Linked DNA regions of Mus musculus: regions 1, 2, 4, 5 and 6 are each linked to region 3. A link is a contact called in public Hi-C, HiCAR-type, HiChIP or PLAC-seq and promoter capture Hi-C data. All regions are on one chromosome and are shown on one strand. The core of a region is the stretch at or near the end of the contact, and the rest is flanking DNA. Distances in the headings are between cores, read along the strand shown. Region 1 overlaps Prim2 (DNA primase, p58 subunit). Region 2 overlaps Prim2 (DNA primase, p58 subunit). Region 3 holds the start of Khdrbs2 (KH domain containing, RNA binding, signal transduction associated 2). Region 4 holds the start of Rab23 (RAB23, member RAS oncogene family). Region 5 holds the start of 1700001G17Rik (RIKEN cDNA 1700001G17 gene). Region 6 overlaps Prim2 (DNA primase, p58 subunit).

Region 1 (4,408 bases), core at 775-3,274, 1.4 Mb after region 3:
TTTAGAGCATGAGGGAAAAGAACAAAACCCATGAGGGAGACAGCAAGAAGAAAAGGGGACAGACAAAAGGCAGAGGTGGGATGACTTTATTAATGAAAAACGATGGTTGAATTTTCCCAAAATCTGGTTTTCTAATTGCGCCATAGGAGAATCTATTAGAAGTATAAAAGATTTCTAAGTTTAAAATGATGAGTAAGCATTTTATAACAAAAAGTGTTTTGTCACTTATTGACATGTGTCAAAATAGAGCCAGCCTCTGCCCTGCTGTCACTAGCTACTGAATATGGAAGCCTCCTCCACTTTAGCTAGTATCTGACTGTGTTCAGTCCTGATAGAAGACAGCTTTCATTCCACAATAGGAGAAAGAGTCTTCAAATCAAAGATGGGAGGCAAAGTTCAGCCAAGCCAGCTGTTCCCTCCCTCAGCTGTTGGGAAGACATGAGTGACTCGCTTCTTCAGAGTCTCAGGAGCAGAACCACAATGGAGGGGCGCTTCTCACAGTGCCTTCCTTAGTTGCTTTCTTCTTTGGTTTTCAAAGTTCCTTGTGGTTTATCAAGCTGTTTTGTTCTCTGTCTCTATTTTGGTGCTGAGGATCAAGCCCAGAGCCCCATCAGGCTGTTTCCAGCATGGCTAGTCTACATAAATAAGGTTTAAAAGGGGGGTTAGAAGGAATGGGGTAATCCAAGCAAAAGACTAGTGTCCCAGGCAAAGGACAGCAAAGGAGGAGGCAGGAACTTCCAGCTCCTCCTGTCTTCCTCTGCTGCCTCTGACAGAAATCTATTTGCCATCAAGAGTTTCTGTGCCCTCCGCTACCTGGCCACAGTAAGAGTAACCAGCAAAATATGGGAAATGTCAAATATGATGATTCTCATATGCCAGTGTGCTTAACCTCCCCTAAGGCCCACAGGTGACTTTTTACACAGAATGGAGGACCCTGAAATCTGTTCCAATGAAAACCACACCATGTTTTCAGAAAGCAAGGCTGGTCAAAGAGAACAGTTAGAAAGGTACAATGGAAGGGAAAACTTAAAAGAAACACCTGCTTTGATTACTTTTACTCAACAATTATAACTGACTGCACTAGATGGGCTCAGGAAAGCAGCCTCCTTGACTGCATAGCTCATTACCTGCACCGTTGGTCACTGCCACAGAAAGAACTAGACTGGGGAAGAAAGTCTCATGAGTTTTCTTGAGACTTCATCCAAGTAAAGAGCTTTCAAAATACAGAAGAGTTGCCCTTGGTTTGAGTACCTTCAGTAACATTATATAAGAAAGCTGCACTGGTAACAATATATGCCATGGTAAACTTCACTAACTTCTATGGGCATGGATCAAGCCCACAATACTATGAATCCAGGCTTATTCTTCCAGCTCAGAAAGCCATGGCCTTGAGAAGTGTGACTAATCCACACACAATATTAAGTAGAAAAGGCGGGAGCCAACACCAAGCCTCTCCTGGGATAACATACAGTGAACTCAGCCAAGCATTAAATAAAATTTAAACTGATTTTTGTATTATAGAACAAGAACAAAGTAACCTCCTATAGAGTCTGAAACAAATTGAATAAAATATAAAAAAGAAGGGGTGGGGTATAACTCAGTGGTTACAAAGTTGCTGAGCACGCTCAAGGCCCTGGGTCCTAGGACAGAGGAAGAGAAAAAAGATGGGTTAGAAAGTCTTAGCAGAAAGAATGCTGGCTCGGAAGAAAGAGGAGGGATAAGACAGGAAGTCTCCATCACAGCAACTGGTCCACCACGCAAGCATCACTTCTAAGACAGATCATCGAGTGCATCTCTAAGGATGGCCTAGATCATCCCACAAGTGAATTAAACTTTCTTTAAGGTCATGCTGCAGTCTGAACACTGAACACTGAAGCAGCCATGTGTTACTACTTAGTGTTTAGAAGCAGTTCTTACACCAGGTGGGAAATGGTTTCCTCATGCAGCCCCAGAGAGAAGGAGATGCTTCTCTGAGTGTGCTCTCACCACAGGCAGATTGGGAGGCCCTAAGAACAGTGACTTGAACTTGCAGGCTTCTGCATGGATGCTTGCAAAGTGTAAACAAAAGGCTAGGGACTAGCTCAGGGAGGGCACTTGCTTACCTCGGGCTAAGTAAGCTCTGGGTTTCCTCACTTAAATGAGACTGAAGGGGATGGGGAGTTGGGGGAGAAAGAGACAAATAGAGATGGAAACAGACACAAACACAGGGAAAGAGAGAGAAAGAGACAGACAGAAAGACACACACACAGGGCAAGGGGTGGAATATGAATGTTTGAACTTGTTCTATATGTATGTTTGCTTTTTAAGATTCTCCTTTAAAGTGTCATCTATAAGCCCACAGGTGCCTATGAGTGAGTGTAAAAAAGTACCAGCTAGGACATACTATTTTTAAACATGCAAAGTAGACTCACTCTAAGACCTTTAACAGCCTACTTGCAGGAGCCCTTCCTCTCAAAGAACCTCCGTTCCCAGGGGGCTCAGCCTAGCTCTTCCCCACCAACCTTCTTAGCCTTCTTTCTTCCTCCATTCCTTTCTGTCAGCCCCTGATCCCCTAGAAATACTTTCTACCCAGAAGCCCTACACTGGGCTAGCCTCAAACCATCGCCATTCCTTGTGTCAGCCAACAATCAATAGGAACATTGTAGCCAGGGCTCCCCAGGGGCTGGGACACAGTCTTCTCTTCTAGGCCATATCCACTCCCACAGAAGCACCCTTCAACTGGGACACCACAGCCACCAACTTGCCTAGGATCCAAGGTGAGCAACAGCAACCAAAGAATGAAACATCCACCCAACAGAGACAAGGCCAGACATCTACACCAAAAACACCTTATACATCCTAACTCCAGATGCCTGGTTCCCAGCACAAAACCACAAACATGAACTGCCAGAACGGTGTGCCTCTTCCGAAAGCCATCAACTGTGCTGGAGTAGGCCCTGAGAATGGAATGTAGCAGAAGCACAAGACAAAGACTTCAAAATAGCAATTATGAATATGCTCAAGGAAGCTCATGAAAACACTAAGAGTTTAATAAAATAATGAAGACATTTCAAGACATAAAAATTAGAACTTATAAAGAAATAGTATCACTAAGGAAAGCCCAAATGGAAATAAGATTGAAAATCAAAAATTTAGGATGTCAAACAAAAACCTCAGAGGCAAGCTTCACAAACAGATTATAAAACATGAAAAAGAGAATCTCAGAAACTGAAGATGGTGTACAAAAAAATGGATGCCTCAGTCATAAAATGTTAAATCTTTTAAAAAATAAAAAAATCCAGGCACAAAACATGTAGGAAATCCATGAGACCATGAGAATACCAAGTCCATGAATAATAGGGACAGAAGGAGAGATCCAGGTCAAAGGAACAGAAGGGAAAAAAAAAAGAAAATATATATATACATATGTATGTGTGTATATATTAATAAATAATTTAAGATTTATTTATGTATGAGTGCTCTATCTGCATGTGTTCCTGCATGCCAGAAGAGGGCACCAGATCTCATTACAGATGGCTGTGAGCCACCAAGTGGTTGCTAGGGATTGAACTCAGGACCTCAACAGACAGTGCTTTTAAATGCTGAGCCATTTCTCAAATGCCCACAGAAAATATTTTTAAGAAAATCAGAAGAAAAAAATTCCCCGACCTAAAGAAGGAGCTGTCTGTCAAGGTAAAAACAGCATATAGAACTCCAAATAGACCAGGCCCAAAAAAAAAAAAAAAAAAAAAAATTCCTCAAGACACATAATAATCAAAAAACTAAATGAAAAGTATAAACAAAGCATCTCTAAGCTCCAAGGGAAGAAGATGAAGTCACATAGAAAGGAAGGAAGGCCATTAGAATAGCGCCTGACTTCTCAAGATCTGGAAGGCCAGAAGGGACTGGGCATACCAAATACTCTGAGAGACCACAAATGACAGATCCAACCAATACCCAGCAAAACTATCAATCAAAATCCAGAGAGGAGGGGGAACAACTTCCATGATAAAACCAAATTTAAGCTATTTTTATCTACTAGTCCACCTCTGCAGAAAGTTCTAGAAGGAAAACTTTAGTGAAGAGATTAATTGCACACCAAGAGGACACAAGGAATAAATAACCCCAGAATAGTAAATCAAAAGAAGGGAATGAAAAACCCACACCATACAACACAGTAATGATAACCAGTAAACACTGTTCATTGATAACTCTCAATATTAGTTGTCTCAATTTCCCAATTTAAAAAACACAGACCAACAGCCTGGATTAAAAAGGTATGATCCATCATTCTGCTGCATCCAAGAAACACAGCTCGACATGAAGAACAGGCATTTCCTCAGGATACAGGATAAAAAAGGGTATTCCAAACAAACGGACTCAAGAAGCAAGCAGGTGCAGCCATGTTACTATCTGACAAAATAGGCTT
Region 2 (4,772 bases), core at 388-2,887, 1.4 Mb after region 3:
ACAGTATATTTAAGGGATAAAATCTCTGGCAAATTACTGTATGGAAAACTGGTATCCAAGTTTTCCTCTCTAACCTCATGCTTTCATACTTTAAATTCTGAGTGAGGTAGTAAGTGGAAATAATACTTTTTATTATACACCCTTGGAGCCTGAGGGGCTGGCAGCTGGGGCAGTGGGTAAAGGTGCTTGCCACCATTGCTAACCTGGGTTTGGTCCTCAGGGCCACTGACAGGAGGAGAGAACCAGCTCTTGCAAGTTGTTTTACACATATACATAAATAAACAAATACATGTTTTCTTAAAAATTATACTACTTTATAAATAGTATTTCATGTGTACCAGGGTTAGGGAGTAAAAGATTCTCCTTTACAGTAAATGCCTAGGTTCATGGGAACATAACCAAAGATCTTTGTACGGCTCAAAAATAAACCAGTACGCTAAATAACCATGCCTAGAAAATGCAGGGGGAGAGCCACAGGGGCGACAATGAGCTTACACGGACAGCTAACGATGCCTGGTTTAAGAAAAACAGAAGGTATCCATACAAACTCTCTCTCCTAGTCTGGAATCATGGGGGGGGGGGGAGTTTCTTTGGTTGTTCTGTTTGGCTTCTCAGCAACTCAAAATCAGATAACTTTCCTAATTGAAGAATATTCCTAACAAAAATTTTTAACAAGAAGTATCTTATGAAATATTCATTCATCATCTTTTTCTAAAAGGGGTTTTGCTGTGTTAAGCCTCACGGCCTGGAACTCCAGGGTTCAAGTCACCGGTTGTCTTGATCTCCCAAGTCCCTGGGGCTACAAAGGACCATCTTCTGAGGAGAGGGGTGGGCTGTAGTGTTCATTTTAAAGAAACTAAGCTTTCATGAGGAGCACTTTCTCTAAAGTTCTACCCCCTTTTACAGACACACATCTGCCTGCTATCCCTGTGGGATCTTCTCAACAGGAGCTCACATACTATGAAGATCAGTGCCAACCCCTGTGAGTCCTTGGTTCTCTTCCTCTGTACCCTCTCCTGCCTGACTCCCTTAGCTATGCTCCCTCTAGGTCCCACAGACCTCTTCCCTCACCCATAAACGTGTGTTCCTCTACTCCTAACACAGGCTGTCTCTATCTAGCCCCAATAGGAGAAGATGTGCCTAGTCTTACTGCAACTTAATAAGCCAAGGCCAGTTGCTATCCATGGGAGCTGTGCCCTTCTCTGAGGAGAAAGGGAGGAGGGGTGGAGGGAGGGACTGAGAGAAGAGGGAAGGAAACGTCTACTGATGATCAGAAACCCCTGCACGTTTAACAGAAAAACTAGAACTTCCTTCAACCTAGAAGCCCATGACTGTACCCTTCTTGCTTCCCTGCCTTAGGGTGAAGCCTAAGAGAAGCCTGCATGTCCGGTCCCCACGGCCTCATTTCTTATTTATTCCTTGGTAGGACACAGACTTCCAGCTGTACCATTATTATAACACTGTGGCTAAGTCCGAGGGCTACATTCAGTCAGCATTGTACACCTCTTACCTAACTTCCCGGTGGTGTGTGACAATACTCCATGCTTTCCTTTGGCATCGTTGAAACAATGTCCTCTCAGTGTGTTCTGGCTAGGCCTTAGGGAAAATCTCTCCATGGTATTTCTACCAGTTTCTCTTCTGACTCATCTCCCACCCCACCCCCACTCCCACGCCCTGCTGCCCATATGGTTAAAACTCTGATATGCTGTGGATTCAAGACATTTATTTCCTCTCTCATCTCTCTTTGGTAAGTTCAGCCATTTCCCTGACTGTAGCCATCACCTAGAGAGTGACCAGCAAACACTGCCCACATTAAAACCACCCTCACATTGTACCTAGCTACTCACATCCTTTACATATTCCTTGCAATCATTTGAAACCTAAATTGTCTGAAATTACTAATTCACCAGCAACCTTAGTCTCCTCCTCTACCCTGGAGTTAAAGACTCTGCAAGTAGGATTAAGGCTTCCTCTGATTTGAGCAGCCAATTTGAGTCACTACTGAGTTAGAAAGAACAAATGTAAAGCAAGTGAGCCTTGATACCATCATTTAAGGAAGACATCACATGGGTAAGCAGGTTAATTAATAAAGCTGTGTGCCTGCTATCCTGTTCTAACCAAAAGATTAGCAAAGGTTTGTAACCCGCTAACACAGTGATCTCTTGGATGAAGCCAAACCTGTAAATTCTCTGATAACAAACTGTACCTTACCTCATCAGCACATAGTGGGCACTCAATTGACACATAGTGGGCACTCAATAACTACTGAGTACTGTTAATGTGAAAATAAACTTACTTCTACACGATACTCAGGCAAATGGTTTTCTGTGTTTAACTTTTAATAAGAGAGCTAAATTCAATGAAAAAATATGGATATGCTACATCTTCAGTCTCAGTAATATCTTATAACAAAATGGCCTACATTACCAGGTTAGCAAAAGTATTGCACTAATTCTGAGTGACGAGATTCTGTAAAATAATTCGGCAATTTCTCTCTACTGTTCCTTTGACTTTTATAGGTATCAGAATAATCTCCCAAATGAGATTTATTGAGAAATTTAATTAAAATGCTATTCAAATGCTATTCATCTTTTCTCTTTCATCATTAGAGGCACCAACATTAGGACAAATAATGATTCCAATAACACCCTCCAAGTCACACAAGTTATATAGTTCATGCAACTCAATAATTATTTTTTCCTAACAAGATTGCCATTAGACTCTCTCAAGTCACGTGATCAGCATCCTCCCTCTCTCTCCCTCTCCCTCTCCCTCTCCCTCAAGTCCCATGCATCCTAGACCTGCCTATAGCTCTCTACACAGTGGAGAATGACCTTGAAGTTGTAATCATCATGCCTCTATCTCCCAAGAGCATATGTTGCCAAACCCTGCTGATGTCATGCTAGAGAGATCGACCTCAAGGTTTCATGCTCACTATAAAAAGCACTCTACCCACTGAGCTACGTCCTTAGCCCAGTTCTTTGCCACTTTGGCCTTAAAAAAGGAAAGATCAAAGAAAAACATCATACTTGACAGCCAAGAGACAATCCAACATGCTTGAAAGGCACATCCCCTAGGGTTACTCTGTAGAACAGGAGGTGCCAAGCTATGCACACCAGCTGCCACCCTACCTACAGATGCCTCTGACACAGTAATAAAATGAGAAGCCATTTGGTTTAATAACAATAAAAAAGCAACATCCAGGCCTAGTTGCCTAGCAACCAGTCTTGAATGAACTCCATGGAGAATGAAAGCCCTAAACAAATGTACAGTTTGTTCAAGTTTCAAGGACTCAAAGAGACATCGGTAGTTAATCTAAATTCTAGGTGACAATTACCATACTGAGATGGAAGGAAGCGAATCTGTCATGATTGCACAGAATCAAGTATCCACTAGAGCTAAGAAGCAACCTCTTTTACTTACGTGTGGAACCAGCAAAATTTTAGGGCAAACTGATTTATAAAATATAAGAATTTCATTCAGAAGGAAAACAAAAGATATCAGAGACATCTGTAGGCATATGTTGCACTTCACTCTGCAGATCACATGGCACCTAGTAGGTGTGGGATATAACCCTGGCTACGGGCAGTGGGAGGACAATAACAGCATCAAATCCTGCAATAGCAGGAAACTGCCTCTGTCTGGGTCAGGCCGAAAAGAAGGAACTACATGACCACAGAACATGACACCTGACCTAAAGGACACACAACCATTCTCCAGTTATAGTTCTTACCAGCAGGAATTCCAGAGTAGGCACCAGGCTCAGGCTTTAAGCAGAATGAAGGGGGTGGAGGGCAACAGACAGAGAGCAGCTAAAGCCAAGAACATAATCACATCTGGCAGGAGTGTGAACTACATCAGAGGGAAAAGCATGAGTTAAGGAAAATGGATAACAAGCTAGTGAAGTAAGAGAGATACTTTGAAGATAAAAATCAAAAGACTTAGAAGGGTCAGAGAGTGAAGATTGAACAACATACTCAAACTTGAGGTCTGGGTTTCTTGACCTGTGAGTGCAGCTCTAGGAGGTGAAGCATATGTATATAGGATGAATGCTAGTAGACACCAGGAATACTAGCCTTAACCACACCTCACAGCCTTGCCCCACAAAATCAATTACATGGAAAAATGAAAGTCCCTGACCCCAGGGGAGCAAAGGAAAGGAAAAGAAGCAGTGGAAAAGATGAAAAACAATAATGCCTGAATATAAAATTTCTGAGTGACAAGGGAGAAAGGGAAGCTTGGGGACAGAGATGGTACGGTGGGTAAGAACACTGGCTGCTTTTGCACAGGACCAGGGGTCAGTTCCCGAAACAACAAGAAGGCTCACAAGCCAGTTCCAGTTGACCTCTTCCCACAAAGCTAGAACATGGTGCCCACACATATAGACATGCAGAATACTCATAAAATAAATAAATCTTTAAAAACTTAAAACTTAGAAACTGTAAAGAGAAACAGTATTTTTGACTATGTAAGTCTTGTAAATATAAGTAGGCTAAATAAAAATGTAGAGAGAATGACTCGGAGCAAATAAAAGAGTCACAATCATTTATACTTTAATACCTGAGATCAAATAGTCAGGAGATGGTATAAATGTATAAATAGTTCTATTTGTTTGTTTATTTATTTATTTATAGACACACACATAGATATACATATGCACTGTGTGTGTAGTATAAATCTATAAATAGTATAAATGTGTAAACAAATAGTTTACATATTCTTATTGAATTAGCCAAGGATAGCCAAGTATTCAAGTTGACTTACAGAATTCA
Region 3 (4,353 bases), core at 657-3,156:
ATTGACTTGTGACATTTTTCTTAATAAACCACTTTTGAAATAATGGTACAATAAGCAAAATTGAATCTTAAATTGTCTTTCAGGACTAGAACTCAGGTTGAAAATCAATTAAGGTATGATTGAGTCTTCCTAGCATCAGAAGAGGGAAGCATATAAATAGTTATAATTTATTTATGTATAACCACACATATTCTATTCAACAATAATTTATTTATAGGTTATCAATTTATTTACATTTGTATTTATAAGATAAAATATTTAATGCACAGTTTTGATGGCCTCAAAATATATGAGTCAGGGGAGAACGCAGTGATTTGGAGTCACCTACTGGGAACATATGGATTTGAATGTGGATGAGGGCACCCCTCCAGGGTATTTGGGTTTTTGCCTTTGGTTGCTAATCCTCTGGAGGTGAATAATAAGAATATTGGTTTCTAAGGGTCAATATAGCTTATTTTTATTTTGTGATGTCCATTATGTACTAAATACACAAAGTACTCTACAGATTAGGATTATGTGTAGTCTAGTATTATTTCTGACATTTGTCATGTGTTTCTGGTTCTCTTTGTCATCACTCATTAGAAAGCATCCCCGTGAGAGAAAACACAACACAGTATGTCTATCTCATTTGGCAATTATTCAAGTCCAGTCTCTAGACCCTTTTCAATACTTTTAAACACTAATTGGATGTATGCACAGTCTAAAAGTGTCTAGCATATGGGAGAGTAGGGTAAACCCTGCTGTCTGAAGCTTCATACTACTTACATTTGAATTTTAGCCTCAGCTTTAGCATAGCTATGAGGTATATTACACCGACTACAGAAGCAAAACCTGGTATCTCTGGGTTGCTCAGTGTTTTTCTGAGCTGGAGTGAGTTATCTCATGGATGTGAAACATGTTAACTTTTTAAAATGTCATACAAAAATCAATATAACATCCTAATTTCACCTAAAATAAATACTTAGGTAACACTGTGGACAGAATAAGAGAAATTAGGAAACTCCCAGCAGGTTTTATATACTGGGAAAGTTGTCCCAGGTGAATGGGTGGTAGAAATATTGACAAGGGATTGTTTGGGAAAAGATAATTTTAAAGAAAGAATCATTTCATTTTAAGTAGACAAGGTACAGCTCAGGGGTCCCATCTGGAAGGGAAGGGTACCTCCCTTATCCCTCCTTCCTTGGCGATGATTCTTGTGGGTAAAATACTCATTTAAATAAAGGTGGGGCATATACAAAGTAGTTCAGCAGCATTCCCATGGCAGCGAAAGAGACCCTGATGTCTAAAATAGGAGAACATCAGAGCGACAGAAGTTAGGCATCATCTAGCTTCTTTCATTCACAATTCTCCCCGCTAAGTTTACACAGTGAGTGAATTTTGCACCATAAGAATGGGTGGATCCCTAGAACTAATTCTGTATCACGGGCAAGGTACACTGGAAGCGTTTTGCTCTACTACAGAATCCAGGCACTTCTTCATTTGTACATTAGTGGACATCCTTCTGCCCCAAGATATAGGTCATGGGAAACACAGCCCACATTTTGTCTCAGATTTCCAACCTTGCCCAAGAGTCTGCGATCATCCAGGGGAGAGACACCTGTGCCTTGGAGACCTAGGTGAAGTGCTCAGCCTCTGTGCTCATGGGGCACACATTCTTGCTCTCTCATCCTCGTGCCTGCCTGGCAGCCCGCACCCACTCCACAGCACTGGCCAGGCCTGAGAACACGGCGGGCTAAGGCGGCCAGGAGAGTGCGCTTGCACTTCGCACACCCCTCCCCTCCGCAGCAGCCTCCTGCCACTCAGGCGACTCGACTTGCGGCCCCGCCCAATGATAGTCCATAGTCTCCGCGTGCGCCCCGCCCTCGGACCCCGCTTCCAATAGGAAGCCGGCGGGGTTGGGCCGCACGGGCATCCTCTCCAGCTGAGGCCACGGCCGGAGCCTGGCTGGGGCGCGGGAGAGGCAGGTACCAGCGCGGTCTGCGCAGCCCCAGGCGCTAGAGCTGCGCTCTACGGTGGAAGAACGGTTCCCGGGGGAGCCAGGGACCAAGGCGTCGGAGCGGGCGGAAATTGCGCCTGACCGGGCACGGTCCGAAGTCCGCGCTATGGGAGAAGAGAAATACTTGCCTGAGCTGATGGCAGAGAAGGATAGCCTGGATCCATCTTTTGTGCACGCGTCGCGCCTTCTGGCGGAAGGTAGGACCGGCTGGGCTCCTGCCAGCCCCGGCAAGGCGAAGTTGGGGAGGGCAATCTCTCAGCTGGGCAGAAACTGTCCCTGAGAGCCCTTTCCTAATGCAGGAGGCACAGTGCTGGATGCCTGGCTCCTCGGAGGCTCAATTAGCCCTGAGGTCTAATGGCAGAGTGATGCGACCTGTTAGGGTCCTGGACAGGGAAACTAGCAAGTGTCAGGTGATCCACCGGGACCTTGTTACTTTGCAGAAGCCAGCAAAATCAGTTCAGGAGTAAATGCGATCCATGGAGTGTTCTGAGAGTATCTTGGTCACAGATTAACGTTATTATATATTTATTTATTTATAATATATATTTTTCCTTCTGCGTTTCAAAGTGATTTTGATAGCTTTTAATAGGTATTTTCCCTGGAAAGTCTTAGAATTATTCAACAATAAAGTATGCATGTTCGTATATTTATGTGAGCGTGGTAAGCAGAGGCTAAAGTGCTTATAAATGTAATCGAAACGTGATGATTGGGTACTATGCAAGATACTGGTCCCTAGGAACGCTCCATAATTGATCAACTGATTTTTAAACCAGGTGTGCGTTTTCTTTTGTGTACCTGTGATGTAGCAGAGATTCAGTTCCCAGAGGAACATCTATGTCTTGCCTTTTGCATTGCTTTGAAAGGTCGTTTGAAAAAAAAGGTACACATGAAAACTTCTCCGTCAGAAATATTAACCCAATATAGTTCCATATATGTGAAACAATGGTAGCAACTGAAGACATCCAGGATACCTGGTACCCTGCACTCTCCTATTTAACACAACTGCAGAATTTTTAGATGAATGTTTTATTAATAATGAAGTGCTTCATCATCAAACTGGCTAGAGTGTAGCTTTGTAGCCTGAGGTCTTACCCACTAGAAGAATCAGTGACATCTTTCTCTCAGCATGCCCCTCAGCATTAAGATACTTTTGAGATTTACTTGTGTATCATAGAAAGATTTTTACTCCTCATACGATTCAGAGACATTAGATGCATTTTGGCATTTTTAGTGGTTGCTATTTATTATAACCTATAATAACAAAGTATCTCATGAAAGACTGCCAGGAAAAAATGTGGAATGTGAAATACTTATCCTGTTTTCAAGGGAAAAGCTGGCTTTGTAGAGTAGTTAGGCAGTGAAATGCAATCATGTTTACCACTACCTAATAATCAAGTCATAATAAATTAAACTGAAATACTAAAGTTACGAACAGTACTCTTCTCTCCTGTTGGAGAGCAACTGCATATTGGAAAATAATGACTCAATAAACATGAACAGATTTAAAATGTGTTCTTTGATTTGTTTGCTTCAGTCAGTTCTTCAGAAGTATTTCCATTCAGTGTACAATGAAAGAAGATTCAAAATCTTCTCTGACCTGGAGCTCTCTTTGGGACAGATGGCTCAATAATTAGCTCATTTAATAATTTAATAATTTAATAATTAGCTCAATTAATGTGTATTAATTGTATTTCTAAAACTTACAGAACTAAGAGATGTAGATAAAAGTCTTACCAGGGTGAGATGCATGAGTATTTTTGACCAGTAAAAGAGTTAGGAGACCACGAAGTATCTGGTTTCCTGCTGATTTTTTCTTTCCCAAACACTAGATTTCTTCAGATTTAGGAAATCATTCTAATGTACCTTGTAATTTAATTTTTTCCCAGCAGGGGGAAGCATGGCCTGCTTTTGTAATGGGTTATTTTAAAAAGCTCAGGACTAGAAAGGCATCTCAGTAAGAAACAAAGAGGGTGCCTAAATTTCAGAGAATTCCTAATGAGAAAAGAGAGAAAGAGAAGGAAAGAGGTGGCGGCAGTAATCCTAGAGTAGTCAGATAGTTCCATAAAAAGATGCACAGGGCCGCCATCACTTCTGTAACTGTACACATGCTTACTAGAGTGTAAGGTAAGCGTGCTTTGGAGTCTCAGCGAATCATAATGCACATGTTGCATTATAGATTTTTTTCCATTGTCTTCTCAAAGGCCATTTGTGAGGGTTTCTAGGATCACTGTAGAGATTTTATTTCTCATACCTGGAAATGCTGCGTTTGAAGGCATCGGCTATAAATAAACCTGACACAGATACTCAAATGGAAGGAAAGTGCACACTGGAGTGCATGTCAGCAGTGCTGGGCAGAC
Region 4 (4,855 bases), core at 1,146-3,645, 1.5 Mb after region 3:
CTCACACAGTGGATGAGATCAGTGCTTGGGCAGCTGCTATTGCAGAAAGGTAGAACGCTTGGCCAGCATGAATGAGGCCCTGGGTTTATAGAAAGGATAGTTGGAACATTCATAAATACACAATGGAGATTACCTTTCCAGAACCTGAAAAGAAAGCCCTTGCTGGTCACAATTCTTTGCACATCACATAACTAATATGTTAGCTTCCAGCATCTCAGTCTCTCTGTTTTGTTCTCTATAGTGAAAAATTCCAGGATGTCCTATAGGACCAGAGGATGAAGGGGTCCAGTCTGGGCACATGGCCCAGAGGGAACTTAACAGCTAGCTAACTGCTATGAGCCCAAGCCAAGGCTCTTCCACATTCCTGAAGGAAATCTGAAACCATGACTCAAGACCCTAGCACTCTAATGCCCACAATTCTGATTAAGATGTGCTTGAAGGGCTGGTGAGATGGCTCAGTGGGTAAGAGCACCCGACTGCTCTTCCAAAGGTCCAGAGTTCAAATCCCAGCAACCACATGGTGGCTCACAACCATCCGTAATGAGATCTGACTCCCTCTTCTGGAGTGTGTGAAGACAGCTACAGTGTATTTACATAAAATAATAAATAAATCTTTAAAAAAAAAAAAAAAAAAAAAAAGATGTGCTTGAAGCAACAAGTGGTTCATATAGACCCTCTTAGCTATGGCTAATGTAGGTTTTCAAATTTTCATTTTAAAATGCTCTTGACAGTCGGGCAGTGGTGGTGCACGCCTTTAATCCCAGCACTTGGGAGGCAGAGGCAGGCAGATTTCTGAGTTCGAGGCCAGCCTGGTCTACAGAGTGAGTTCCAGGATACCTAGGGCTACACAGAGAAACCCTGTCTCGAAAAACTAACTAACTAAATAAATAAATAAAATAATTTTAGAAAATGCTCTTGACTTGTAGGTCCCTACTCTTGTGTAGCTCGGCTGCTAATTGTGGGTCATATCCTAGGACCAGGCTTTTTTTCCCCCATCTGCTATGACTGCACAAAACCTTTAAGTCAGAGAACTTAAAAAAAAAAAAAAAAGATTTATTTTATGTGTGAGAGTACACTGTCACTGTCTTCAGACACACCAGAAGAGAGTTTCAGATCCCATTACAGATGGTTGTGAGCCACCACGTGGTTGCTGGGAATTGAACTCAGGACTTCTGGAAGAAGAGTCAGTACTCTTAACCACTGAGCCATCTCTCCAGCTCCACTCAGAGAACTTTCAGTGTCAAGAGTTTTGAGCAACAACGGAAATGAACTGAACGCTTGGCATGATGACACAGCCTTGTAATTTCAGCACTGAAGAGATTGACACAGCAGGGTGGTGAGTTGAAATTCAGCCTTAGCTGCACTTGGCCAGTCTTGGATAAATAACCAGACTTTGCCTTGAAAAACAAAAACCAAACGCCAAGCCAAACAAAAACAAAAAAACAAACCCCAAACTAAAAAGGAAGGAGAAAACAATGGGTTTGGCATGCAGTGTGTGCTTTTGTGTACAGCACTTTGTTTTAACCTTAAGCTTCTGTCATTGTGTGTTGTTAATGCTTACAGCTGCAGAGGCTCCTTTTCATGGCTGTGTAGTGGTTCCATTACACAACGGAGAGGTATTAGTTCATTGACATCTTTTGGGTTATTTCCATTTGGAGAGTATTAGGACAGATGCAGCTATGGGTGTCCTGACATCTGTTTGCCTGTATATCATAAGGACAGTTCCTATCAGCTGTGTGACCAAGGAATGGGTGGATCACAGGGTGCACAAATGTAACAAACTCTCCTTCTCGTTCAAAGGAGTTGCTCCAGCACACAAATTCAGCTAATTCACATTCTTTTCAACACTTGGTATTTTATATCACCCTCCCCTGTTTTATTTTGATGCATACAGAAACAACCAACGTTTATGTATTTTGAGACATAGTTTATTGTAGTTCAGGCTGGCCTTGAAATCCTGATCTTCATGCCACACCATCTTTCCAAGTACTAGGATCACACACGTGTGTTTCCACGCCGCGTTTGAAGCGAGTTTGCTTTTTTGCAGGACCTTTTTAAATTTGTGGGTTAGTTTTCTGAGTTGTTAGCCATCACGGTCTTCTATTTTGTTCAGTCATACCCTGCAAACAAATTATTTGTCTTCATTCATCACTTTTTTTTTCACACTTCAGTGCTACCACGTGAGTCTCAGGTGGTGACAGACTTCTGAGGCCCCCGGATACCTGACCCTGTGTAGGGAAACAAGGCACACCTTCAGTAGGTTAGCACATCCTGCTCACCTTGGTCTCCTTGGGTACCAAGGCCTGATGCTGTGCAAACCCAGCCCGCGCCTTCCCTGCCAGCGCAGGGCGGGGCCGGTGCTGAGCATGCGCAGACCAGGTGGCGCATGCTCCTCAGCGCGGCGGGCGGGAGTCCGGCGCGCCCTCCATCCCCGGCGGCGTCGGCAAGGAGTAGCTCGGTGAACCCGGATACTAATAAAGTTCGCTAGAGACTCATAATCGTTCTGAAAGAGCGGAGCGGGTACGAGGCGTCCGCGGGGAGGAGCCGGGCTCGGTGCTGCGGGCTGTGCGTTCCGGGCTCGGTGTTGCGGACTGTGCGTTCCGGGCTCAGCGCTGCGGGTTGTGCGTTCCGGGCTGCGGGCTCCGCGCTGAGGGTTCCGGGCTGCGGGCAGAGGTGAGTGCGGCCTGCGCGGCCTCGGCTCGGGGCTGCGGTGCCGCCGGGATGTCGCTGTGGGCGCGGACGGCGGCTGCGGGCGGCGCTCTGCTCTCGCGTCCTCGTGGGGACCGCTCCGCGCCGACGACCCCGGCCGCGGCTCGCTCACCAACCGCCGTGGCTTCCCAGGAGCGGGAACCCGAGAGTGGGAGAACTTGATGCGGGTGCGGCGCGGCGCGGGACGCACAGGGCTGCGCGACTCCGCCTGGGACGATCCCAGTGCCTTCTGTAACGGGCGGGTTGCTGTAGGAAAAAACAAACCCGGCAAGCCTTTCTTTAGCAAGTTGACCCATCCTTTCCTTTGCCTACGCGAGAGTCTGCATTGGTTGCCAAGGGATTTGAAACCGAGAAGAGAGGACATTGATAATTACTGTCGGTTTTTAATTATATGTAGCATTGTGCTTTTCAAAGAACATACTTATTTTTTGCATTTTTTTTTTCTTAAAAGCATGTGTGATTTGGGATAGGCTCTCCCTGTGATGGCATGGCTGGCTTGGAACTTGTGTAGACAGGCTGGCCTCAAACTCAGAGCCTCTTCCCCCTGAAGGCTGGGATGCAGTGTTGTAACTAGTTTCTGAGAATCTTAACAGTAATTCCCGACGCTACGATCTGCTTTCACATCTTTGTTTAAATTTTATTTTTTAACTTCCATATGGTAAAAAAAAAAACCCAAATAACCATTTGGAGAGTTTTAGATTCATATATCTGGTCAGGATATGAAACCAGTCCTGCTACCTGTTAAAACCTCATGTTGTCTCTTTATATCTTACCTCTTATTCCTGATTCCTAGAAATCACTGTTTTCAGAATGCCATTTTAGTGTAACAGTTTGAGATGTTGATAACTGTCTTCCATGACTATATATAAACACCTTTGAGATTCAAGATGCGGCCCTGTTGGTTATTGGGGGGACAGGCTCTTCATATCTTTTTGAGACAAGATCTCAGGTGGTCCAGGCTAGCCTCAGACTTGCTCCAGTAGCAAGGATAATCATGACCTTAGGATTCTTCTGCCTCTACCTCCCTAGTGCTGGGATGACAGACATGTGCCGTCATGCCAGGTGTGTGTGTGTGTGTGTGTGTGTGTGCGCCGCGGGCTGCTAGGCATGGCGTCCGGGGCCTTGTGGAGCTAGACAAACAGTGTACCAATTAAGCCACATTATCTGTTCCACAGTTTCCTGTGTGGATAGCCCTTTTCTCCTTCTACTCCCTGTTTAATTAGGTAGATGTGCTAAACATAGCCAATTATATTATCCGCCCACTGAAGGGCATTTGGGGAGTTTTCAGTTTTATATGATTATGAATTGAGTTGTTATAGGTCTGGGGAGATGGCTTATTTTGTTGTTGATACTATTGAGGGTTTTTTGTTTTGTTTTGTTTTTGAACGTTAATTGTAGGGTGAAGAATTGTTTAGATTGAGAAGAGGAAGTCGACTTCCCAAAACTGAGCCAGTGTGAAACACAAGCTGGATGAACACGGTCAGATCTTGGTAAGGAGTGTAGGTTTGTATTGTTATTGTTTTTCTGTTTTTTTCTGAGATGGCATTTCACTGTGTAGCCCACACTGGTCTGGAGCTCCCAGGTGCTCTCTGGCCTCAGTCCGTCATGTGAGACCCTGAATAACAGCATTCTCCACCACTCTTGCTAGATTTAGATTTGCTCCTGAGCTTCAGGGTTATAAGAGGCTGGTGGTTGAAGTCTTGGTTTCATCCTAGAGCATTGAAATCATCTTCTCTGAGCACAGGATCCAAGTTCTTTGAAGTTCTCCTGGGTTCCAACATTAGGCACAGTCCAGAGTCTCTAACATTTACGTGACTATAAAACTTCATGAGCGAGAGTATCCATTTGGACTGTTAAAGAAGCAAATGCCAAGATAGCGTTAGCAGCACAACAGGCTTATGGGGAGGCTCCTGTGACCGCGGAAGGAAGAGCCTTAAGACTGCGATGCCCTTTGACACCTGCGAAAGGAGGGTTTCCAGGAAGGAGGTCCAGCCTGCAGCTGCTCTGGTAGAGAGCCCAGTGCAAAGGGGAACCCCACTCCTCAGTCTAGTTGTCCTGCCCACCAATGTTCCTCTTAGGCAAGTGTGGATCCCACGGTACATCCCAAAGGTGGCAGTGCAGGTGGCTCTTTCTGACGGGAAGGCTA
Region 5 (4,275 bases), core at 279-2,778, 1.5 Mb after region 3:
ATTATAATATGCCTTCAAATGTCCACACGTCTCCACTCTCCCTCAACTACTCACACCGGAAGCATAGCTCTCTTTCACAGCCGCAAGCCTTTGTAGAGACCATTATCACAGTTTGGAAAAGCCCTTCACTGCTTCTGCTGGGAAATCCCTACTGTCTGCTCATTTCTTCAGAAACCAGACCAAATTCCAACTTCTCTAGGAAACCTTCCTTAAGTAGACTAAGCTAGTTATTCTCACTTTTACACTCCAGGGGCATTAATATTTACTTCTATCAAAGCAGAAAGTAATCTGATGTATGATTTTAACTCTACACGTCTGTCTCCACATAGCAAATACAGTTTCAACATAGACCTTAATTGCATTACTCATTACAAAGTCCCTGCCACCTGGAAGCAGAGTACTCAATGTGCATACTACAGTGAAGAAGTGAATGACAAACCTTCAACAGCAAATCACCAACGGATGTTGAATGGGCTGCTGAACAAAGAGGAACTGCCTTTATTCATCGTGTGATAACTGCACTTCTCAAGGACACAAACATTGGACTTTAAATGCCACTTACATTTAACTCTGTCAAAAGCCAAGTTTTCAAACTCCGTCAACGATATGTTTTCAGTAGGCGGCTGCAGGTAAAACTGAAGGCTGTGAGGGTAACTAGCATTTCTCTGGTCACCCGCCAATCGCAGCTTCTTCCGGATCCTTCCTGAGAACTGCATCTTGACCACCTTTTGAAAGCAGTGAAATAAATTATATAAATATATATTTATATTATATATTATATAAATTATATATATATGTTATATAGTATATATTGCAATATATAGTGCTTAGGTGGCAACGCAATATATATGTTAAAATGACGGAAAAAGGCTGAGTCAATAGAGTAAATATTTATGGAAACACAAAATATTGGATGCACAGACTTTTTTAAAGGGATTATTCCTAGACCCTGCTGTGTTGTCTAGATTTTCTATACACATCTGTAATAACAGGGGCGAATGTGGGAAGGGCTCAAACTGGGGTATATGTAGACGGTGGCCCTTGTAAGCCAAAGAGTGATCACTAAGTGTTGCTGCCTGCCACCCTCAGGCATGTGCGAACCCAAGACAAGATGAGGTTTGAGGGGAGGGGGGTGTTAAATTCCTGAAATCAAGGTAAAGCAAAGTAGATTCTACCTAGATGAGAGGCTTACTTCTCGTACTTCTAACTCTGGAATCCAGCCTTTCCAGAATAGTCAAAAGTGCCTTAACTTCCCTTCCGGCCCCAGCGCCTTCCCGGGCCGCCCTCCCCGCCATCCCACCCGGAGCCTCCCTCCGACCCGACACCACCTGTCACTCGGTCCCACCAGGTCAGCTCACAAGCTTCCAACTCCACGGCTTCTCTCCGTCCCAAATAAAGCCGCAGTAGATTGTTTAACCAGCCAGCAGCCAGGCTGAAAGAAACACCCGCGCTGACAGCCGCTCTCTCCCAGTGGCGGGAGAGTTCATTTGGAACGGGAAGCGGAAGTGATGCGCAGAGGTCCCACCCCCTGGCGCCCCGCCCACCGCGGTGTGGCGCGGTAGCGACTGAAGGTAGTGCGCGTCTGGAGCGTTTTGCACGCCGACCGACTTTTTGATGCTGGTTTTGTTTTTTGTTTTGTTGACGGATGTGAGTTCTTTTGAGACCATGTCTCGCACCGAAGCCCAGGCTAACTTGGAATTGGTGGCGATCCTCCTGCCTCAACCTCCCACAAGTGCTGGGCTTAGGCTGAGCCGCAACACCCGCCCTAAGATATCTTGAATGCAAGTGATGGAGATTTTGTTGGGTTTTTTGTTTTTGTTTTCCAGAACCCCAGGTGCCCTCTCTGCGCGGAGACGCCTTTGGGCTTGGGGCTGCAGTGCAAACGGCAAACATTCCCGCGCTGCAGCCAGAGTCAGGGTAACTGAGGCTCCGGAAGCTTGCGGGCGCTTTACCGGGGGTGGCCTCCCCTCTGTCATTCCAGGAGGTGGGAAGGAGCCGCCGTGTCCGCTTTGCCCACGACACAAGGACTGTCCCTCCTCGTTGTTAGCAACGCTGCCTTCATCTTCCGGACGAGAAAAGAGCTGTAAGAATGACGTCGGTTTGCTCGTCCCCGCGCGATGCTCGCCAGGGAACACGCGAGCGAGCATAGACTTCGGGGAGCGGAGGAACCTGCAGGACTTAGCAAAAAGCGCTCCGGGACCACAGCGAGGCCAGCTAGGTGGCGTCCTAAGAGCCTGGACGGCCGCTGCGGTCTACAGTGTGTTCGAGGCGGCGTGTCCCCCTACAAAAGCCACCCACAAGCTCTGGGATGGGGCTGGGAGTGGTCGGGTTTAGAAATGCATAGTATATCCTAGTACTTTGAAGCCTCAAAGTACCCACCTAAGATAGACTAAATCGGCGGCTGTCCCTTGAAACGGAACCTGTTTATCTGTCAATTTTTATTCTCAAGCCACACAAAACAGACTCTAGTTAATTAGCCCCAATTTACACATAAAAGAACGGTGACTTCCAAAGGATTCCTGACAGGGGACTCCATTCTGCCAACCTCACTGGCCTGATTTCTTTCGTATGACAGTAGGGTACTCACTTCTCCTCTGTGGCCTATATACAATTATCATCACCAAATCCATAGACACTCCTAAAATATATTAACTGCCTTGTGTGTGTGTGTGGGGGGGGGGGGGGGCTGAAGCACAGAAGGAGAGATACCGTGATTAGAATGAGGACACCATGGAAATTTAAGTGAAATCACAAAGAATAAAAAGAAAACAAAACTAAATATCTGAATATATAAAAACATAAAGCTGGGCGTGGTGGCGCACGCCTATAATCCCACCACTTGAGAGGCTGAGGCAGGCGGATTTCTGTGTTCAAGACCAGCCTGGTCTACTGAGTGAGTTCCAGGACAGCTAGGGCTACACAGAGAAACCCTGTCTCGAAAAAAAACAAAAAAAAACAAACAAAACAAAAAAAAAAAAAAAAAAACATTAAATTGTGCAGCTAACAAAACAAAACAAAACAACAACAAAAAAAACATTAAATTGTGCAGCTAAAAAAGTCCCCAGAATTATTTTTCAGTCAGAAAGAGTATGAGTTTATTAGAGAAAATGTTAACAGGAACTGAACAATTAGCTCATAAAAGTATGAAAATGTTTATTACTACTGTCGGCAATGAAATTTTTTCCTTGCAAAATTGGCAAATATTTCACAATAAAAGAGCTCACTGTTGCCACATATGTCGTTCCCTTGAAGTCCCACCCTCATTCCTTATGATCCCCATATGGTGCCATTATTTTCTCCACACTCTGATTATAAAACAAGGTCTCACTATGTAAGCCAGGCTGGTCTGAAATGGCACGTGTAGATCTGGCTGACCTTGAACTGACAAAGAGCTGCTTCTGCCTCACCAGTGCTAGGATTTAAGGCACGTGCCACTGTGCCCGATTTATTTTTATGTTTATAACCCTCTACCACAGACTTTTCCAAACATGAACCACTAAAAAATATTGTCTTCTTTAAAAAAATGCACCTATGAGTCAGCCAATTTTGTAGTTTCAAATGATTTAAGGCTTGTTAAGAATTCCCTGGCTATTTGATTTTAAGCTTTTTTTTTTTTTTTGACAGCCACTTTGATTTCTCTTCATGTACCCCTTTATACTATTAGGGTCCAAGAATTGCTAAAGAGAGACCCTAGACTCAAATGGCATGCAAAGGTGCTTATTCTGCAGAAACTGCCAGCAAACAGCATGGCATGAATGGTCAACCATTCATCCAAATGTCAACGGCTTGAGGGGCTCATAAGCCCCCTTTGATGCAGGGCTAGGGGAATTTTCCAGAAGGGTAAGGTAACCTCTAATGTGATTGATAGGAGTCAAAGCAGTGCCATTAGGACAAGTCTGATTGGCTGCTATATTAGTTCTATTATATTTAGTGAAACCATGAAGAGTTTCAGAGACCAGCTTGGCTGCGGCCTTGTTATCTCCTCTGGCCAGGTGTCCCAGAAATGGAATCAGCTGGAGACTTATCCTCCCTAAGTCAGGGCTGTCACTGATCAACGGCCCATTGTCAGTGGCTTCCTTTGAGGAGCTTGGTTTGCTTCCCAGGGAAGTGAAAATTCTTATCCCCAAGGTGTTTGGACCTTTCAATACAATCTCTTAAACGCCTACCTTCAAAGTTAAAATATGACATAAGTAATGTCATTTTATGACTAATTCATAAAGAACTAGAAAAAATATGTTTAACCACACAAAAATCTTATTATGCCATGGAATAGCT
Region 6 (4,455 bases), core at 1,593-4,092, 1.5 Mb after region 3:
TGTGAGCTAGCAAGCCTCCCAACATGGGAACTGGAGACAGAATTCGGATCCAAGCCATCTCTCCAGCCAGAACTTGGCCTTCTTAACCTTACCTGCCTCACTCACACACACTTACACTTCGCAGTCCACCAGCACCCTCCTCCCCTTGGCTACACCCTGTCCTGAGCTACAGCTACATCCCCAGCGACAGTCACTCAACACTCGAGTGCTTTACTGACATTTGTAGGACAGATTTAAATACAAAGCCACTCAGAAACAATACAGCTTCTGTCCCAAGCCCTCTAATTGCAGAAGGTGGCAGGAGAAACTGCCCTGTCCACATCAGTCCTCTGCCCTCCTGCTCCTCACATCAGGAAACATCAGCCTTGAGTCTGCAGTGTACAGCTGCACGATACTATTGTGCTCTCCCAGATCAGCTAACATTCCTATAACCTATCAACATTATTTTACTGACACCTCGAGACGATGCCTTCCCCCTCTAAGTCCTGTCCTACTGACCTAACGTGGAGTCATGCCATGTCCCAAATCCACAGAATCAAAGAGCAGTACTAAACTACAGCCCTCCAGGTCCATGACCACACTGTTACACTGGCACTGGGCTCCTTCTAATACTATCAGTCACTTGCTCCCTTAAGTTACTCTTCCCAGGCTATAAATGCTAGTTTTGATTTACAAATGAAAAGTAGGAATTACTATTTGTACTTTGTAGAAATAATAGCACCTTGAAGAAAAAAACTTTTTTTGTTTTTTGAGACAGGGTCCTATTATGTAGTCCAGGCTACCACTGACCTCCCTACATAGTGCAGGCTAACCCTGAACTTGCAGCTCCTGCCTCAGTCTCCCAAAGGAATAGGACTAAAACAGAATTAATGCTACATGCCGTTTGTTTTGTTTTGCACCTCCACAAAGATCACTAAAACCCAAAAGAGATACAGCTCAAGGAATCCAGAAAGCTGAGCAGGAGACTCAAATGGCCTGTAAGCATCTACATTCACCATGACTCTCCTGCCCTTAAACAAACTGCCACAAGATCTGCCGCAGCGCCTGCCAGTACAGAAGGGCCACTTGCTCTGCTTCCGTAGACATAAGAAAGCGGGTTGGGTTTTGTATTAGTCGGCATTCTCTAGAGTCTATACGTATCCTTAACCCCCCTCACAGAACATGCAAAGAAGCAAGAGCTGAAATAAAACCTACACTCTCTCACTGTAAGCCTGAAGGATTTCAAATTCTATTAGCAACACCCCTGAAGTTCTTATACCTTGTCATGGAGATATAGCACGAGTGATAAGCTCGCACTGAATTCCATACAATGTTCTATGCACACATATGTGCACACACATGCACACGGACACACAGGCACACACATTTTACACTTACACATGCACAATCTTTCACAAATCTTATGTGAAAGCCACACAGTAAAAACAATAGTTAATGGATAATAGCTTACTGTGTGCTTCCTGTGTATCAGACACTAAATGCTTTGCAAACTGTATGCCTTTGACCTGACAAGTTAACATCATGTATTCGTTATGCATTCTGTGTCTCATTCATGAACTCAGTTCCTGCCGCCCCTTAGCTGTGTAAAAGGAAGATCTGGCTACCAGTGAAGACGGCCTGGAACACACGTGTGCTGCACTCCCCCTTGCTGTGCACACTTTCAACATACACCCATAAGATTACCTCTGCTTCCGTGTGCTGCTCTGCCTTATAACAGAAGGAAAACCAGAAAAAACAAAATCAGAGTCCCACAGAACTAACAAAGATCAGAAAATGTAATGAAAGAGGGGAGCGGAGGGGAGGGGAGGAGAGTTGAGTTGAAGTCTTTTTTTCTTGACACTTCCTTCTGCTCCAGTTTCGACATGGTCTTATATGTATCCCACCTGGCCTCAAATGGATTATGTAGCACAGACTGGCCTTGAACTTCTGACCCTCCCATCTCCTTTCTGTCCTTATTGGATTACAGAGGCAGGAGCAACAACAACCAGTTGCTGAGGTGCTTGAGACAGAACCCTGGGCTCCAGGTACCTAGGCAAGCATCTCCATGCCTGGCCTGAGGCCAGTGAAATTTTCATGGCATTTTACCCTCCAAACCTTTGGTGCAGAGTACTTGTGACTCACCCTGCCAGGCCCTACCCTCATAACTAGTACACAGTAACTACTGCTATGTGCTAATACTTGAGTTAGTGTCTTAATTAGACAAGTTGCTTTTAAATGATGAAAGTCATCTCTGAAAAGTCCACTTAGATAATCAGCATCTGCCTCTAATCAAAACTGAGATGATTAACAAATTAAGCCCTTTACTTAGCATTTTACATAATTTAGGCAAACGCTTCTTAGTTTTAAAAGGTGAATCAGAATTCATCAGTTAAAAGTCCTCTAAATTTTGATTAATTATCTTCTTTAGGCTGTATTAATTATCTAATTTTATAGCATATACAGTAAAAACAAAGAAACATAATTTAAATTTAATCTCCACCTCTTAAAAGCTAGCATTTTACAAAATTTACCCTAGTCCTGTCCATCTGGACAAATTAATAGAAAACTCTAAAGAAAAAAAAAAAAGATTAAGGTTTTTTTTTTTTTTTCTCTTAAATCAACTCTCCAGAGTCAACTACAGCCAAAATAAAAGCAATTAGCATTCTTGGAGAAAAACAAAAAAGGCAGGGGGGAGGGAAGGAGGAAGGGAAGGGGGGAGGAAAAGAGAAAGGGCAGGGGGGAGGGAGAAAAGGCAGAGGGAGAGATAAGGAGGAGCTCTGCCCACACAGCCAAGGCAGGATCATGGCTCACAGGAGGCAGTCCCTGTACTAAGCTATTTGTCTATCCCCACTGCACAGGGAAGAAGACAAACAGGAGCCAAGCTTCCATACACACCCAGCTGAATGGCAGCTCTCTCACAGGAACAGCTTGTTCCTCACAGACTCATTTTTTAAGAAATATGTACTTCTTCTCACAGCCTGGCCAGAAATCCCTTCTTAATGGGCAGAGTAAGTAGCACTGAGTGGATAAACAGAAGCGGGTGAAAAGAGTAAGAGTTTAGGGCAGTGGAGAAGTCCACTTCATTTCTAACCCACATTAAGCTACATTTCCAGTAAAGACAGGGTCATGCCTTCAACGGAGAACTTCTAGCCTAGAATCCAGCATCTGTCCAAAGACGGGAACAAGGAAATTCAAAAACCAATTTTGAATGACAGACAACAGCCTGTGAGAAACTAAAATAAATCATGCTGTTAACATGCTATAAAATACCACCCCCTGGGCAAGAATGGAGACCCCCTGGGCTAGAGAGATGGCTCAGGAGTTAGAGCACTGGCTGCTCCTCCAGAAGTCCTGAGTTCAATTCCCAATAACCACATGGTGGCTCACAACCATCTGTAACAGGATCTGAAGCCCTCTTCTGGTGTGTCTGAAGTCAGCTACAGTGTACTCACACAGAGAGAAAGAAAGAAAGAAAGAAAGAAAGAAAGAAAGAAAGAAAGAAAGAAAGAAAGAAAGAAAGAACGAACGAACGAAAGAAAGAAGCGAAGCCAAGCAGTGGTGGCGCACGTCTTTAATCCCAGCACTTGGGAGGCAGAGGCAGGTGGATTTCTGAGTTCAAGGCCAGCCTGGTCTACAGAGTGAATTCCAGGACAGCCAGAACTACACAGAAAAACCCTGTCTCAAAAAACAAACAAACAAAACAAAAAAAGGAAGGAAGGAAGGAAGGAAAGAAAGAAAGAAAATAAATAGAAATTTTAAATTTTTTTTAAAATTTAAAAAAGAATGGAGACCCCTGTGTGCATACACATGCGTGTGCTACAAAAGAAGTGGCAAAAATAAAAGAAGTGTAATCCTTTCAAGGACATACTAAAAAAGAAAAGAGACGAGACGAGAGGAAACGAGGAGGAAAAAAAAGGTAACCTATTTTAAATAATACCCAGCAACTAATGGAAAGCCAGGGCAAGGGAGCTAAACAGGAATGCTCTACTTCCTAAACCCAGGTCTTGACAATAGCTCTGAGGAACTTCCTCTAAGGACTCCTGAGATTTTTAGTAATTAAGCCAAGCCTCAATGAGACATGGAATCCATTGGACTTGGAGCGACGACGGCTCCGGTGTGATAGGACATCTACTCTACTCATCTGAAAACACTGAAGTCTCTAAGCGCTTAAGATGTCAACAGAACAACCAAGATGCAAGTGTGAAACGTTAAGTCAAGTTACACATTTACTGAGTGTTTCGTATAACGCATTTACTACTTAATAACCTTCTAACCATTTCCTATAGAAAGAGCACACACAGACAGACACACACACACACACACACACCCTGCACAGCATGGGCTTCCTTTCACTATTCTCTCCTATACTGAATGGGCCACTGGTAACTGTGGTACTCTGGCTCCCCCAAATGACACTTCTAGAGCACGATAGTCCTGCCAACCAAGAAAGAAATGCATGCCAAAGCAAATGGGTTC

The links. Promoter capture Hi-C pulls out the DNA fragments that hold promoters and counts their contacts. Hi-C and Micro-C count contacts between places; a contact is called where the count stands out from the background. HiCAR-type assays count read pairs that join an accessible place to other places. HiChIP or PLAC-seq counts read pairs in DNA pulled down with a chosen protein or histone mark.
Region 1: a contact with region 3 is called in an H3K27ac HiChIP or PLAC-seq map of oligodendrocyte precursor cells, with 16 times the contacts expected there. The contact joins the enhancer-like site here to the promoter of Khdrbs2 in region 3. A contact is called at or near these places in 4 of 39 promoter capture datasets (cranial neural crest, hippocampal neurons, liver and 1 more) and 2 of 115 datasets of contacts at active chromatin or transcription factors (embryonic forebrain and oligodendrocyte precursor cells).
Region 2: a promoter capture Hi-C map of hippocampal neurons shows a contact between it and region 3, with 6 times the contacts expected there. The contact joins the enhancer-like site here to the promoter of Khdrbs2 in region 3. A contact is called at or near these places in 6 of 39 promoter capture datasets (the C10 cell line, the HPC-7 cell line, cranial neural crest and 3 more), 2 of 484 Hi-C or Micro-C datasets (cerebral cortex and uterus) and 1 of 115 datasets of contacts at active chromatin or transcription factors (embryonic forebrain).
Region 4: a HiCAR-type map of astrocytes shows a contact between it and region 3, with 9 times the contacts expected there. The contact joins the promoter of Rab23 here to the promoter of Khdrbs2 in region 3. A contact is called at or near these places in 7 of 39 promoter capture datasets (the C10 cell line, cranial neural crest, frontonasal cranial neural crest and 4 more), 1 of 15 datasets of contacts at CTCF or cohesin (large pre-B cells), 1 of 484 Hi-C or Micro-C datasets (uterus) and 3 of 115 datasets of contacts at active chromatin or transcription factors (astrocytes, embryonic forebrain and forebrain).
Region 5: a contact with region 3 is called in a promoter capture Hi-C map of hippocampal neurons, with 7 times the contacts expected there. The contact joins the promoter of 1700001G17Rik here to the promoter of Khdrbs2 in region 3. A contact is called at or near these places in 7 of 39 promoter capture datasets (the HPC-7 cell line, cranial neural crest, frontonasal cranial neural crest and 4 more), 1 of 484 Hi-C or Micro-C datasets (cerebellar granule neurons) and 1 of 115 datasets of contacts at active chromatin or transcription factors (embryonic forebrain).
Region 6: a contact with region 3 is called in a Hi-C map of neural progenitor cells, with 8 times the contacts expected there. The contact joins the enhancer-like site here to the promoter of Khdrbs2 in region 3. A contact is called at or near these places in 5 of 39 promoter capture datasets (the 3T3-L1 cell line, HPC-7-derived erythroid cells, cranial neural crest and 2 more), 24 of 484 Hi-C or Micro-C datasets (B cells, brain, cardiomyocytes and 13 more) and 4 of 115 datasets of contacts at active chromatin or transcription factors (astrocytes, embryonic forebrain, forebrain and 1 more).

What each region holds. Positions count from the first base shown.
Region 1 is chr1:33,593,732-33,598,139 of GRCm38.p6, forward strand. All of the region lies in intron 7 of Prim2 (DNA primase, p58 subunit), which reads right to left. Among named protein-coding and RNA genes, the nearest start is that of Prim2, 74 kb to the right of the region's middle. Within about 2 kb of position 2,025, at least 36 of the 459 cell types and tissues checked have an H3K27ac peak or open chromatin away from gene starts, as enhancers often do. A contact at or near this core is called in second pharyngeal arch cranial neural crest, where this site is marked.
Region 2 is chr1:33,528,449-33,533,220 of GRCm38.p6, forward strand. All of the region lies in intron 8 of Prim2 (DNA primase, p58 subunit), which reads right to left. Among named protein-coding and RNA genes, the nearest start is that of Gm23453, 110 kb to the left of the region's middle. Within about 2 kb of position 1,638, at least 56 of the 459 cell types and tissues checked have an H3K27ac peak or open chromatin away from gene starts, as enhancers often do. A contact at or near this core is called in hippocampal neurons, where this site is marked.
Region 3 is chr1:32,170,816-32,175,168 of GRCm38.p6, forward strand. It overlaps Khdrbs2 (KH domain containing, RNA binding, signal transduction associated 2), which reads left to right and starts at 1,907. Exons shown (of 9, transcript NM_133235.3): 1 at 1,907-2,193. The coding sequence starts at 2,103.
Region 4 is chr1:33,717,501-33,722,355 of GRCm38.p6, forward strand. Rab23 (RAB23, member RAS oncogene family) reads left to right here and starts at 2,396. Exons shown (of 8, transcript NM_008999.4): 1 at 2,396-2,673; 2 at 4,108-4,199. Gm32229 (predicted gene, 32229) reads right to left here and starts at 2,346. Exons shown (of 4, transcript NR_157041.1): 1 at 2,280-2,346.
Region 5 is chr1:33,668,296-33,672,570 of GRCm38.p6, forward strand. It overlaps 1700001G17Rik (RIKEN cDNA 1700001G17 gene), which reads left to right and starts at 1,529. Exons shown (of 1, transcript NR_033199.2): 1 at 1,529-2,417. It overlaps Prim2 (DNA primase, p58 subunit), which reads right to left and starts at 1,499. Exons shown (of 14, transcript NM_008922.2): 1 at 1,329-1,499; 2 at 563-725. The coding sequence starts at 716.
Region 6 is chr1:33,643,004-33,647,458 of GRCm38.p6, forward strand. The region is part of intron 5 of Prim2 (DNA primase, p58 subunit); the gene reads right to left. Among named protein-coding and RNA genes, the nearest start is that of Prim2, 25 kb to the right of the region's middle. Within about 2 kb of position 2,843, at least 22 of the 459 cell types and tissues checked have an H3K27ac peak or open chromatin away from gene starts, as enhancers often do. A contact at or near this core is called in brain, cerebral cortex, cortical neurons and 2 more, where this site is marked.